5 separate regions of the Mus musculus genome follow, and all the other regions are linked to region 1. The links are chromatin contacts, called in public HiChIP or PLAC-seq maps. All regions are on one chromosome and are shown on one strand. The core of a region is the stretch at or near the end of the contact, and the rest is flanking DNA. Distances in the headings are between cores, read along the strand shown. Region 1 holds the start of Wnt9b (wingless-type MMTV integration site family, member 9B). Region 2 holds the start of Nsf (N-ethylmaleimide sensitive fusion protein). Region 3 overlaps Nsf (N-ethylmaleimide sensitive fusion protein). Region 4 overlaps Nsf (N-ethylmaleimide sensitive fusion protein). Region 5 overlaps Gm884 (predicted gene 884).

The links. HiChIP or PLAC-seq counts read pairs in DNA pulled down with a chosen protein or histone mark.
Region 2: a contact with region 1 is called in an H3K4me3 HiChIP or PLAC-seq map of embryonic stem cells, with 16 read pairs. The contact joins the promoter of Nsf here to the promoter of Wnt9b in region 1. A contact is called at or near these places in 14 of 39 promoter capture datasets (the 3T3-L1 cell line, the C10 cell line, cranial neural crest and 8 more), 10 of 115 datasets of contacts at active chromatin or transcription factors (acute myeloid leukemia, embryonic basal ganglia, embryonic midbrain and 4 more) and 4 of 9 other capture datasets (adipose tissue, embryonic stem cells, liver and 1 more).
Region 3: a contact with region 1 is called in an H3K27ac HiChIP or PLAC-seq map of embryonic stem cells, with 7 read pairs. The contact joins the enhancer-like site here to the promoter of Wnt9b in region 1. A contact is called at or near these places in 4 of 39 promoter capture datasets (the HPC-7 cell line, cranial neural crest, maxillary cranial neural crest and 1 more), 1 of 484 Hi-C or Micro-C datasets (embryonic stem cells), 9 of 115 datasets of contacts at active chromatin or transcription factors (embryonic basal ganglia, embryonic forebrain, embryonic hindbrain and 5 more) and 3 of 9 other capture datasets (adipose tissue, liver and pancreatic islet).
Region 4: a contact with region 1 is called in an H3K4me3 HiChIP or PLAC-seq map of forebrain, with 2.4 times the contacts expected there. The contact joins the enhancer-like site here to the promoter of Wnt9b in region 1. A contact is called at or near these places in 4 of 39 promoter capture datasets (the HPC-7 cell line, cranial neural crest, embryonic stem cells and 1 more), 10 of 115 datasets of contacts at active chromatin or transcription factors (embryonic basal ganglia, embryonic forebrain, embryonic hindbrain and 4 more) and 3 of 9 other capture datasets (adipose tissue, liver and pancreatic islet).
Region 5: a contact with region 1 is called in an H3K4me3 HiChIP or PLAC-seq map of embryonic stem cells, with 2.7 times the contacts expected there. The contact joins the enhancer-like site here to the promoter of Wnt9b in region 1. A contact is called at or near these places in 2 of 39 promoter capture datasets (the 3T3-L1 cell line and hippocampal neurons), 1 of 484 Hi-C or Micro-C datasets (nephron progenitors), 6 of 115 datasets of contacts at active chromatin or transcription factors (all in embryonic stem cells) and 3 of 9 other capture datasets (adipose tissue, liver and pancreatic islet).

The regions. Positions count from the first base shown.
Region 1 is chr11:103,748,561-103,751,084 of GRCm38.p6, reverse strand. Wnt9b (wingless-type MMTV integration site family, member 9B) reads left to right here and starts at 1,264. Exons shown (of 4, transcript NM_011719.4): 1 at 1,264-1,398. The coding sequence starts at 1,316.
Region 2 is chr11:103,952,796-103,955,319 of GRCm38.p6, reverse strand. It overlaps Nsf (N-ethylmaleimide sensitive fusion protein), which reads left to right and starts at 1,264. Exons shown (of 21, transcript NM_008740.4): 1 at 1,264-1,350. The coding sequence starts at 1,339.
Region 3 is chr11:103,934,669-103,937,192 of GRCm38.p6, reverse strand. The region is part of intron 1 of Nsf (N-ethylmaleimide sensitive fusion protein); the gene reads left to right. Among named protein-coding and RNA genes, the nearest start is that of Nsf, 18 kb to the left of the region's middle. Within about 2 kb of position 1,257, at least 9 of the 459 cell types and tissues checked have an H3K27ac peak or open chromatin away from gene starts, as enhancers often do. A contact at or near this core is called in embryonic stem cells, where this site is marked.
Region 4 is chr11:103,883,641-103,886,164 of GRCm38.p6, reverse strand. The region is part of intron 8 of Nsf (N-ethylmaleimide sensitive fusion protein); the gene reads left to right. Among named protein-coding and RNA genes, the nearest start is that of Gm35311, 26 kb to the right of the region's middle. Within about 2 kb of position 1,259, at least 88 of the 459 cell types and tissues checked have an H3K27ac peak or open chromatin away from gene starts, as enhancers often do. A contact at or near this core is called in forebrain, where this site is marked.
Region 5 is chr11:103,609,787-103,612,310 of GRCm38.p6, reverse strand. Gm884 (predicted gene 884) reads left to right here. Exons shown (of 14, transcript NM_001033434.2): 2 at 2,321-2,392. Among named protein-coding and RNA genes, the nearest start is that of Gm884, 3.7 kb to the left of the region's middle. Within about 2 kb of position 1,265, at least 3 of the 459 cell types and tissues checked have an H3K27ac peak or open chromatin away from gene starts, as enhancers often do. A contact at or near this core is called in embryonic stem cells, where this site is marked.

The DNA.
Region 1 (2,524 bases), core at 15-2,514:
AAATCTTGTCAGTTCTTTGTCATCCTCCCTGTTTCACGTCTGGAATTCGTAGTTCACGTGGTTGAATTCCAGGTCTCTGAAGCCTATGTTGGGCCTTGCAGCCTCAGTAAACAGGACCACCAGATTTGATAGGACCACAGAGCTGTGGTAGCAAAGGGTCATGTGGCTACTGAGTTGCTCCACAGTGAAACAGCTCAAAGAGGCTCACCACCATAGCCAAGTTTCCTCTGTTGCAACAGCTTGATGTCAGAACTGGCATAAATCTTCCTCGTTCCAGGCCGATATCCTCCACAAAGCCAAGGTCACTGTCACCCAATGTTCTAACTCCATGTCTAGTTTCTTTCTTTTCCTTCCTTCCTTCCTGCCTCTCTTTGACATTTTGCACCAAGATTTGACATTCATTAAAGCCAGATTGTGGCTTTTTGCTTGATTTGGCTCAGTGTTCAAGATGCCCAAAGGCGTTTGAAAGCTCATTTGGTTGTATGTCTCCTTCCTAGACTGATGTCACCCCTGCTTCGTTGTAAGAATTGGAGTCAAACTTTTTTTTTTCTTAAAGCAACAGGCAGCATTGAGGCCCAACACTAAGGAGATTCACGTTTTATATGATGGAGATCTGGCTTCTATGCATCTAGGGAGTCCGCTTCCTCCTGCTTCTGTGGCTCTGCCTCACTCCTCAGACAGTGTAAATTTTTGACCAGTAATAGTGTTGTCGTCATACGAGAGCCCTTTACACCTCCGCCGATGGCTGTCAGTTTCGTGTTTAAGAGCAGGTACCCTCTGTATGAGGTTCTATGTCTAAGAGTCCTCCTAGCCAATGGACATGAATGTCTCCCGCTGTTGGGGAAGGACTCTGCGCAGGACCTCTCTCTCAGCCTTCGGAATCCCTGAGCAAAGAAAGCTGAACTCGCTCTACAGAATAGTGACGACCACGAACTTTTGCTATACAGAGATCGCGCACCCGAGCATCTCTCCCGGGAGAGGCGGCATCTCTGAGGCAGCACCTCCTAGGTCCCCAGAACCCCAATCCTCTCCAGGGCCAGGGTCCCACACGGTCCGCCTTCTTTGCTGGAGTGGGCGCGGCTCCAGGTGAGCACTCACCTGAGAAGGGGAGGGGCCTGCTGCTGACCCCTCCCACAACAGGGCGGGCAGAGTTCGGCGGAGCCTATGGGGCGAGGGGCTCGCCGGCTGCGAGGCTCCCTCCCCGGGCCGCTCGCGCTCCGCCCTACCGGGTTTAAAGCCCCGCGGGCGGCTGGTGGCGGCGCTACGAGCGCCTAGTGGCGCGAGGAGATGCGAGAGTGCACCGGCCGCCTGCACCATGCGCCCCGCGCCCGCGCTGGCCCTGGCTGCGCTCTGCCTGCTGGTGCTGCCTGCCGCTGCCGCCGCCGCCGCCTACTTCGGGTCAGTGCCGGTCGCGTCCCCTCGCTCCGTATGCCCTGCCCCCGGCTCGGGTCCCTGCGAGGCCTCGAACTCAGCCCTTTGCTCAGGTGGACCCCGATCGCTTTGAGGGCGCATTTCCCTCCCAAATCTCCATCCCTCGCTCTCTGTGCTCAGACTTAATCTCCCTTTCTCGAGTCTACCAAGTCTAGGTCCCTTGCGCTTCCCGGTTCCTCTGCCGGGCGGCTGTCAGACTGCAGACTGGAGCTCGGCTTGCGCAGGGGATCCTGACCTGACACCCCTGATACGCCCTTGTCCGCGCAGGTCCAAGCGTCGGTCCTGGGCTCTCATGTCCTCTTCAGATCTTTCTCGGTACCCTCTATGTCCCCATCCTGGACTCCGTCCAGCTACACTTTTTGCTTGCGATTTCAGTATCCTTTGCTTTCTCCCTGCAGAGCTGGGACCCGGACACCTGGCTGGGTAGAGGGATAGGTGGGTAGGGGTGGGGAGGAAGCTGAGAGTTTTGTTGATCCAAGGTTGTGGGAGATCCTGGGACCGCGGGGCACATTAGTTAGATGCTTAAAGAACTGTACGGTGAGGAAGTGCGACCAAATTAAACCCCAGAGGATAGGGTTTATGGGAAAGAGAGGGAGAGAGGCCCATCTGGGGGTGTCCATGGTTAGAAAAATAACAATAGCTTCTGGTGTGATACCTGGAGAGTGAGTCTCAAGGGAAATAATTGAGGGAAGCAAAATGGCATTTGTCTGCAAATGTCTTCACTGACTCTGGATTGAAGATACTTGGTGAGGGTTGGGCGTGGCGGTGATGGTAGGGATCATGGATTTTAAAAATCACCTCAACCCAAAGCAGGCTCCAAATGCTTAACTTTAAACATTGCCTTTTTCTTCCAGTTACATCCCTAGTCAGGCAAGGCTCACAATCCAAGCACAGCAGAGGCTGATCTCAGGAAACCACCATAGGGTGTGAGGGTCCAGGGGCAACCTCACCGGCTTGAATAAGGGATGTAGGCTAATTTCCAGGTCATGACCTCTGGCTAAAATGTACCTGAGTTATAAGCAGCAACCTCCCCAGAAGTATATGGGGAGGGATGGTCAGTCTCAGTCCTAGTGGAGGTCCCTGCTGATGATCT
Region 2 (2,524 bases), core at 15-2,514, 200 kb before region 1:
CTCTTGAGCAAATATAATTTTTGCTTAGTTCTGAGTCCTTTCTTAGAGACACTCATTACAGTGAAGATATTGATAGTGTGAATGGTTCTGACTTACTGACTTACCAGTTACTAAAAACTGGTCCCTATCTTGACCACCCTAGCATAGGAAATACCCCTGTAGCTCCCTTTTATCCCTGTCGGTGTGTACACCCTTTTGTTTGCTGTTCCCTGGGCCTGCTGAGTGCTTCTCAGGACTGATTAGGCTGCACCCCCTACCCCTAGTATCTCCCTTTTAGAGTATTTCAAGGTCTTCAGGTTTGCTCCCAGGAAGAGGTACCCATTCCATCCCAGAGACTTTCCTCTAAGAGGGTTCCTCCAACTTTACTTTTCCTTTTAGGGAGTAATCTTATTGAATATCTCATGTATTCTCATAGATATCATGTCTTATTTTTACATGTTGCATACATTTTAAATGACATTATATATTTGTAAGGGGACCCAAGAGTACTTTAGAGAAAAGTGCTGAAGAGGACATAAGGGAACGGATATGAGGAGGCTATGTCAAACATTCCTCCTTAACCCTGAAGTCCTGCTACATGCTAAAAGTCTCACTTTCAGCCTTGGCAGGACAGGGTACACCTGTCTTGTTTCCTGTGTGAGACTTTTACTGCTGTGCTGCTTATAGAACTATCTTCTGGTATTTTGTCTTATCCAAATCATTTTAGTTTTTCTGTGGCATTGTTTTTTTTTTTTTCCTGAGGACTCAAAATAGAGTTTTGAACATGCAGAGGTGGATGGCGGAATACCAATGCACGTTAAAACAAACGAACAAACAAACACCTTAAAAAAGATAGAAGTTGTGCTTATAAATGAAAATATCGAACTATAAAGCTAGCGCATATATAATTATGATTCACTCTCAAAACAAGTGTGCCTGCAAAGAAAAGCTCGGATTCGAATAGAATCCGAATTCAGAACCAGCTTTTAGCTATTGCGCGCCCCCTCCACAGTCCCCTTTGGGGGAAAGGCCAGCAACCACGCGGGGTTTTCTCGGCGCATTCTGTTTTAAGAGGTCTGGAAGCAGAAAGCTAAAAGTCCATTAAAAGGCCACGTGGCCAGCTTTGTGAAAACCGGGTAGCAGTGAGGCGGCCAGCTTGTCTTCAGCCAAAATGGCGGTGCTCGGACTGCGCGCTCGCACGGGATGGGGAAGGGCGTCGGGGACGCGGCCGGGCGCGGGCGCGGCCTCCCGGCGGCTGCGCGCCTGCGCGAGGGCCGGCTGCCGGCGAGCACGCGCGCGGCGGAGGCGGGCTCAGCAGAGTGCGGAGCTGCAACCTGGGAGCCGGACGTGTCCGCGAAGATGGCGGGCCGGGTGAGTGGCGGCCGGGCAGCCCGGGCTCGCAGCGGATCGCCCGAGGTCGCGACTGCTGCGAGGTCCACGAGGGCTCCGGGGAAGGGGCGCGAGGCTGAGCACCCAGGAACGCTGAAGGAAGGGAGGTCAGAGCAACGCTGGAGGCGAGACAGTGTAGCTGCGGCAGGGGATTAGCTCTGCTCAGAAACTCTGTCCTCCCCGAGGGTTGTCTCTTCGTCCCCCGGGTCTCCAGTGCTTCCCTTGTCATCCCCTGGGGCTCGTTTCTCTCGTCCTTCAAGCATCTTGAGGGTAGTGGCCACTGGAGCCCCCCTCTGACGAGCGCTGTGTGCCCTCCACACTCCTCCGAGGGTTTCTGAGGTGGCACTGCCGGATAACCGCGGGGTGTAGTCTGCTGCAGTCAGGGCGAGGGTGTGGGAACCCATTTCTAGTTCTTCCTAAATGAATGTTATGAAAAGAGGAGGGGAGGTCTGCAAATTACTTTTACGGCTAACCTTAGACCATCTCCTGGGGAGAAACATATCAGCTGTGAAGCAGCAATGTCTTTCGTGCAGATGGACTTGGGGTGTCACGTTTTGTTTTTCTAAATGACAGTCGATTCGAATGCAGCAGGCTGTGTTGTAGTCTCAGGGATTTACATTTTACTTCCCCATTAAGCTCGTAGGACGGCGGGGTAGGATTGGGGTTGGCGAGGAGAGATGGGGCCAGGTCACTGCTGTTATTGCAGTAGGCATCAGAGCTAATATCGCTGATGGATGGATCCTGCCCAGAGATTGCCCTGTTCGAAACCTGGGGACATTAACTGCGTCATTACAGACTAACGTTGTGCTTGACTGATTCACTTACACCTGAATATTTGAATAAGTTTGCATACATGTATGCATATATGTAAATGTCCTGTCTAAAGAGAATTGTAGGTCATGAGATTCTAAAGTCCCAAAGAGACGGTAGAGGTCATCAGACTAGCTCCATCTTTTTCTCTTCCTTTTTTCATAATCCCCCTTTTATCTCAAGCTGACCCTTTTAACTATTTCAGGGTCTGTTTTTGCCTCCTCAGGAGCCCCTCTCCTGAATCATCAGCCCTTCTGGAATGCACTGGTCTCTTAAACCCTCCCTCTGCCCCCACAGACTTTTCCTCTAACCATTTTTTTTCCCCCAGTGGCAAAGTCTGGTGATT
Region 3 (2,524 bases), core at 8-2,507, 190 kb before region 1:
CCAACCAAAAACCAAAACCAAAACAACCCCCTTTTTCTTGTTTTTGTTTTTGTTTTTCGAGACAGGGTTTCTCTGTATAGCCCTGGCTGTCCTGGAACTCACTCTGTAGACCAGACTGGCCTCGAACTCAGAACTCAGAAATCCTCCTGCCTCTGCCTCCCAAGTGCTGGGATTACAGGCATGCGCTGCAAGTATCATCGGAGTTTATAGTGTAGGAGGTTCTGTGGTCTTGCAGGTGACCATTTATGGTAACATTTCTATGTTGCTCTGGACCAATCGTATCTACTGGAACCATCTGCAGTGGTAGAGATCAGGCACTTGTGATATTTGAAATGTGGATAGTGATACTCCAAAATGAAATTCTAAGTTTTCATTAATGCTACTAGTCCTAGGTCTGGGAGTTACTTTGTTGCAAAGTGAAGGTTTCTTTTCTCTTCCTCAGAGATGGTCATTTAAAACAGCCATGAACACTTGTGGCCATTCCTCTTCCTGCCTCAGCTTTCCCAATGCTGGGATTACAGATAGAAGTCATGGGCCATACGCCCCCTCCCCTCCCACACACCCTGCCCCACATGAAAGGGCAATTTTAAACCCTTAGTTCTTCAGAGTGATCCCCTAGGAGAAATATTTGAGTGGGGGCATGTCAGCTAGGCTGGACCTGGGGCAAGTTTCTGTGTATTCCTCTCTTTCCTGTGGGAATCTGCAAACCTCTGGAGAAATGGAGCCAAGGCCTGAGGCGAGAGGCCTGAGGAAGAGACAGCATGTTCTTCAGGGTTATAGTCAGGGTAGGAGGGAATGTCTGGTGATGAGCCCTTTCTAGTCTGCTAGCACACTCTGATTTTCTTTTCCCCTTTCCTTTTGGATAGGGTTTCTGGTGGTCCTGGCTGGTCTTTAGTCCCTTTGTAGCTGAGGGTCATCTTAACCTCCTGATCTTCGTGCCTCCACCCCTCAAGTGCTGGGATTACAGGAGCGTTCGTTACCACTCGCTGCCTCATATTGAATTTTTCTTTATTTGACCGTGCTGTTATTTGATTTAAAAGTTCACTCAAGTAATCTATTTTCTAAAGGAAACTTTTACATAAGACTGTGTTATTTAAATTGGCAAACTGAAATACTGTCCAGAAAATCCTGCTTAAAGCCTGCACTTTCCTCCCCCCACCCCTTTTTTCTTTTTGAAAAGAAGCAAATTCTCTGCCGTTTAAAGGCTCTGGAATGACCGATGTCATAATTACTTCCACTGGAGTTCCCTTTTGTTTGATAACCTTGACATTCTTTAAGAATTGCCAGTGGCCTATAGCCCACTACCCATACTGTTTGGCATTTTAAATTACAATGAAGACACTCCTATATCCTTAAGCAGTTATGTGTTCCAGTAACTTGAACAACTCACCTTAATAAAACAACCCATCACTGATTATAATTTCATGTTTAAAAGGCTATATGCCTGTAGTGTTTGGCTTGTATTTTTTTTTTTCCCTAGAGGCAAAGTCAGTTTTAGAAAAAAAAAAAAAGTATGGAATTTTTCCTTGGCATTTCTATGGTAAATAGACAACTTGACTATTTATAGGGACTTACACTTTGTTTTAAAATGAGATACCCTGCCTGGCTTACCACCAAAACACAGATGCTTCTGCCTTCTAATAGGGAGGCCCTTTCCTCGTAGCATCTGTTTAAATTGGCTGCCCAGATGATATCCACAGATTCCCACCCCCTTCCTATTAAAGGACATTGACAGGTAAACAGGTTTACAAATGAGGTTAACCTACCATTTTGTAAAGTTTCTATTGTGTTGGCTCTGTCATGGAAGTAATTTTGTTCCATTTATTGATTTATATTTTTCCAATATGTATATGTATGTGGTGTGCCTTTGTGGATGTATGTTTTTTGCATGTGTGTAGGTGCACATATTTGTGTACATACATGTCTTCTGTGTGTGTATATAAAGCAAGAGGATTATGTCAAGAATCACCCCTCGGGGCTGGAGAGATGGCTCAGTGGTTAAGAGCATTGACTGTTCTTCCGAAGGTCCGGAGTTCAAATCCCAGCAACCACATGGTAGCTCTCAACTATCTGCAATGAGATCTGATGCCCTCTTCTGGTGTGTCTGAAGACAGCTACAGTGTACTTACATGAAATAATAAATAAATCTTAAAAAAAAAAAAAAGAATCACCCCTCAATTACTCTTCATCCACTGAGATATCAGCTCTTGGCCAAACTCAGAGCTCCCATACATGGCTAGGTTCCTCATCCAGTTTGCTGTGTGGATCCCTTGTCCCTACCTTCAGAGCTATCTTCCTAGCCCCAAGTTGTGTAGTGATTAAGTCATCTGAATCTAATTCTGTGATATCCTAAATGACCTTGAAGGGATACTGCCTTGGACACTTGTCCTTTGGGTGGTTTGAATTGGGTTTGTAATCTACGATTAACCAGCACTCACTGTACCAGGCCCAGGAGTAGTCCTCCGGAAGTATGGACATGAGCAAAATCTAGTCTCCAACCTTAAGAATTATCCTAGGTATGATT
Region 4 (2,524 bases), core at 10-2,509, 140 kb before region 1:
AGAGTCCTTCCGGCTTTCCATGCAGGTAGGGACTGCTCTTTGCACGTCTCGTGTCCTTAACACCTCCCGCTGTGCTTCATCCCAGCAGGAGCTTAGTACAGGTTTGGGCTGAGTGGAATCAGTTGTTATGATTCACTGAAAATTAGAGGCCGGTGCTGATTTACTAAGTCAGGAAAGACTATAATAATAGTAATAGCAAGCTCTCACTTCCACTGCTTAGTCATATAACCGAGTCTTTATGGAGCTGGATTGTGGAGTCTTCTTGTCAGTGTGTATTTCTTTGATATGCTAGAAAGGATTCTCGCCCCGATACCGGCTTGAAGCCGCTAAGACACCCTGTCGCTGTTTCTCCGACTGTATTGTCATTTCAAAGATAATATATGATGCGTCTCATAAGTGCACACGTCAGCTTTTTCTCTTAATTTTCATGGCAATATTTTGTGAACTATTTATAAGATGTGAGTTAGTTTAATTCAAACCACATTAAACTAAGCATCTTTCACTTACAAAAGCAGAATTGCAAAGTTCAGATTCTACTATTCATGAGCAGTTTGTTTTGATAATCAGGAAAGGCTTAGACACTGCAAATAGTCTGGCACACACACACAATCTTTTACAGATTTAAATTAGTTCAGTAGTGAGACCCATAAATTAAAGGGTTCAAGTAATTTTGAAAAATAGATTCTCCTCCCTCAGACTCTGATTTGTGGAGAAAAGAAATCTAGAATTTACCTGTTTGCCCCACCCCCACCCCCCACTTCTTTTTTGAGTGCATGCTATGCTATGTTTGGGCTAAACATTCTGCTGGGGCAGTTGTGATTCAAGATCAATAAAACAGTATTTCCCCTTAAACAGCACGTCACCTCAGAGAGAAGGTAGGTAAACAAATGACTGAAATATAAACCTCTGAGATGAGAAGGGGAGCCTGCTCCTCTTGAGAGCCATGGGTGAGGTTAGGGATGGAGGAGCCAGCCAGCCACTGTGGCTGGTGAAGCAGAGAGCTGCCGGGAGGTCACAGCCGATAGATAATCTCTTCTTTAAATCTGTGGAGTGGGAATCTAGGTCACCTGCGAGAGTTAGAGGCATGAGGTAGCTCTTGAGAAGAACTGAGTATTTCAATAATTCATAAGGAGAATTAGAAAAGAGATAACAAAGGCGAGAAAGAGAGGCGTGTGAGAGCATGAGAGTAAAGCAAAGCCCCACGCTCGCTCCTTTGCGAGCGAGCTGAAATTGGATAGTGTGGGGGAGGAGGCGCCGTCAGTCAGCACACTGCTGTAATTTGCTCCAGCTCTGCTCTATGGCCATATTGTGCTCAGGGCTCACAGGCCAGGGATAACAGAAGACTTGAAGAGCCTTTCCAAGAAAGTGGGACCTAGCCGGGGAGGGGTCTCCTTAAGAGGAGATTGATAAACTTGGAGAGAGTCTAGCTGAGATGAGGATAGGCCTTGACTCTGGGTCCTCTGCAAACCTTGCTGCTCTGCTCTTGCTCCTCCTCCTCTTCCTCCTCCTGCGCTTCATGTTTATTTATCTTTATTTTTATGCTTATGAGGGTTTTGCCTACATGTATGTAGGTGGGGGTACCATGTGCATGCCTGAAGAGGGCATTGAATCCCCTGGAACTGGAGTTACAGACCGTTGTGAGCTGCCATGAGGGCACAGGCATCTGAACCCAGATCCTCTAGAGGAGAAGCCAGTGCTGTTAACCACTGAGCCCCTCACTCGGCTTCTTGCACTTCAGTCGGCTGCATATGGTCAAATGGTAACTGCTGGCTTGGAGAGGAAGATTAAGAGTAAGGTTCCAAAGCCTGGTTGTCCTGAAGACTTGGATATGGGCTGTGATTGGTGGAACTAACCTCCAGGAGAAGAGCCAGCCTTACCCATAATGCAGTATAAGCCTTCTGCTCGAGGGCTGGGCCAAAGGTCAAAGACATTATACTGCCTATGGTTCCTGGGCAGAGCTTTACTCTGTGATGAAAAAGGATGCCTTTATGAGTTTCACTGAAGTTCTCTTTCTGCCTACAAGCTTAACCAGGAGTGCAGATCTCATTGTTTTCCAGAATTTTTAACGCGTCTTTTCTCGACATAACGATGCTACCTTTGGATGTCACTGGCAACCCAGAAGCTCTTCCTCTTCCTCTTCCTCAGAGTCTTGCTTCTGGCAGGGGTAGTCGTGTCGTGTGATTTCTTCACTTGTCGTCAGTGGTACCACTGTACTTCCCCCCTACAGAGAGAATCTTTAAGACTCTAATTTCAGATAAGGACAAGTCGTTTTCTCAAGAGCACCCTGTGTGTTGCACTTCCAGTTTCTTCACCTGCAGCTACGAGAGTAACACTGAAGTCTAGTACTTAGTCACTGCATAGAGTGCTGCGTCAGTGTAGCGTAAAGAAGACCACACTCAACAGAAACCATGGACTATAGCAGTGACATGGCGAAGGTCAGTGTCCCCAGAAGAGTGAAGAAAAGTCACAGGTCATCTTCATCTTAAGAAATGGAACAAACAGTCCTATAGAGTAGCCCAGAGAC
Region 5 (2,524 bases), core at 16-2,515, 140 kb after region 1:
TTTACATTCATTGTGTGCACTACTCAGGGCTAAGAAGTATGGGAGCTATATATGTATGAAGTTTTTCTCTGGAATGTGAATTACTAGACAAGGAAAGGGGGAATATTATGTTAAATCTTAACCTTTGTCCCAAAGTGTTTTTTTAAATAAAGTAAAAATAGGGATTACAGCATAAGTAAAGGCATAGCTACAAGAATAAGGATTTAGTGGAATCACTTACCAGCAAAGAGAAAGCAATGAGACATATTATGAAATACTTTGAATATCAACTCTAGTGGTTTGAAAGTCACAGTATGCTATAGAGAACCATAGAACATTTCCAAGAACTACTGAAAAACTATTAAATGGAGGGCAGAACCTTGCTATGTAGTATAGGTTGGTCCTGACTTCATGATCATCCCGCCTCAGCCCCTTAAATAACAAATATAGGCATGTGTCATAACACTCAGATATAGGATTATTTTAGCACCCATGTGTTGAGTGATCCAGGGGAAAAGCTTAATTCTCGATGACCATGTAGAAGGATCTAGCAAAATTTAGGAATAAAGTGAGGGAGAACTGAGCCACTGTGGCCATTTGGTAGTGGGAAGGAAACCCTGAATCTCCACAGAGTAGGAGAGGAGAGGATTTAGTGACTGATTAAAGAGTTGAGAACTGATGCTGCCTTTAGTCCCAGCACTCAGGAGGCAGAGGTGGTAGATCTCTGTGAGTTCAAGGTCAGTCTGGTCTACAGAGCGAGTTCCACACCAGTCAGGGCTTATAGGTGAGAGCTCATTTCAAAATAATAAAAAAAATGAGCCCACAGTTTGCCTTGATGAAGATGAGGAAGACAGTTTAACAGATGGACTCAGCAGTCAGGAATGAGAGCAGCATGGGGGTTGAGTTCAGTTGTAGGCATTTCCTTTATTGGTGAACATAAAATTAGCTTAGGTGAGAGGAGATGTTCACTATCAAGTGAAAAGATTTTTTTCTTCTCTAACATAAAAAAATATGTTCAAACTGAGCAAGAAAGTCTTCACTGAAGTAAGAACATACGAAGGGTAAATACTCAAAGTGAGTCAAAGAACAAAGAAACTGAACATAACTAAATTTAATAGCTTCTTTTAAGCATGTGGCACTCATGTATAGATTCTCATTTTTGAAATGTCATGGAAGCCTTTTTGGTGACATGTGCCTATAATCTTAGCACTAGGGAAAAATGAGAATCACAAGCTCAAGGCCAGCCTAGACTGTACTGGTAAGATACTTTCTCAGGATGACAAAAGGGCTAGGAATACAGCTTAGTGGTAGATTGCTTGACTAGCACACACAATGCCCTCCATCCCATTATTAGGGCTGGAAATGGGGTGGGGGGAGTGGGACACCTGGGTAGATCACTCAGTTGTTAACATGTCCAAATTGCAAGTATGGGGATTACAGTTCAGATCCTCAGAATCTCATGTAAATGACAGGTTAGTGTTGACAGTCTACCTTACAGCTTGAAAGCTAGATACTACCGGAACAATCTGGCTGACACATGTACTATATCGGCAAGAGTCTAGGTTTGATTGAGAGACCCTGTCTCAGTAAAGTAGAAGAGTGAGTGTGGATAACCATTAACGTCAAACTTGGGCTTCTGCATGCACACATGCAAAATGGAAACAAAACATACAAGGTTTATAAGATAATTTATACACTTCACTCCATAGACCTTGTCACTCTTCTTCTGTGCCCTACCATCCATAACATAAATCCCACTTGGATTTTGGGGTGCAAAATGCAATTTCATTTGTGTTTTTCACAGATGAGCTAAAACTCCTTTCACAGTGATTTTGTGTCTTTTCCTTACGTGGCACGTCTGAGAACTATTTCCACACCAGTACATTTCTTTCACTAGTTATAATTTTTTCATCTTTCTAACACCTACACAGGCTTCAACAGACAGCCCTTAAGCAAAGTTTTGGTATTACTAATATGGTTTCTTAGTAGTTAATAGTGATTAAAAATTTGCCTATTTTAATGACCATATTAAATTTTAAATCACATATATTTTTATGGGCTTAAAGAAGGAATTCATTTAGACACAGTAAAAATACTTAGTAATTAACTCTCCTTTTTAACCAAAAGGTGGGTCAGATTAGAAGTTGACCTTTTGAGGAAGTATCTCACCAGTAGTCAGGCGTTCTTAACTGTGCTTCCTCAGAGACTGATAGATTCAGGAATCATAAAGTTGGTGGCGTCCCTCATTCTGCATCGAGCACTTCCATGAAGGTGTTAGGATTTTTACTGATTCTGTTTATTCTTTTCCTATTATTCAATTATATCAACTGTTTCTCCACAGAAATTTCAAAGGAAATGATATTTCTTTCATTGACAAAAATGTATGGAAGGTATACCGTTGGACTGAGAAATTGTGAGTAGTGTGTGTGTGTGCATAGATATATTCTCTCCAAATATTATGCAAAATAGTGCACTAAGGCCTTTTTTTGGTCCAGATTTTGAGGTGACTATGTCTGAGGAAAGACATTTCCTCTGCGCAACCCAG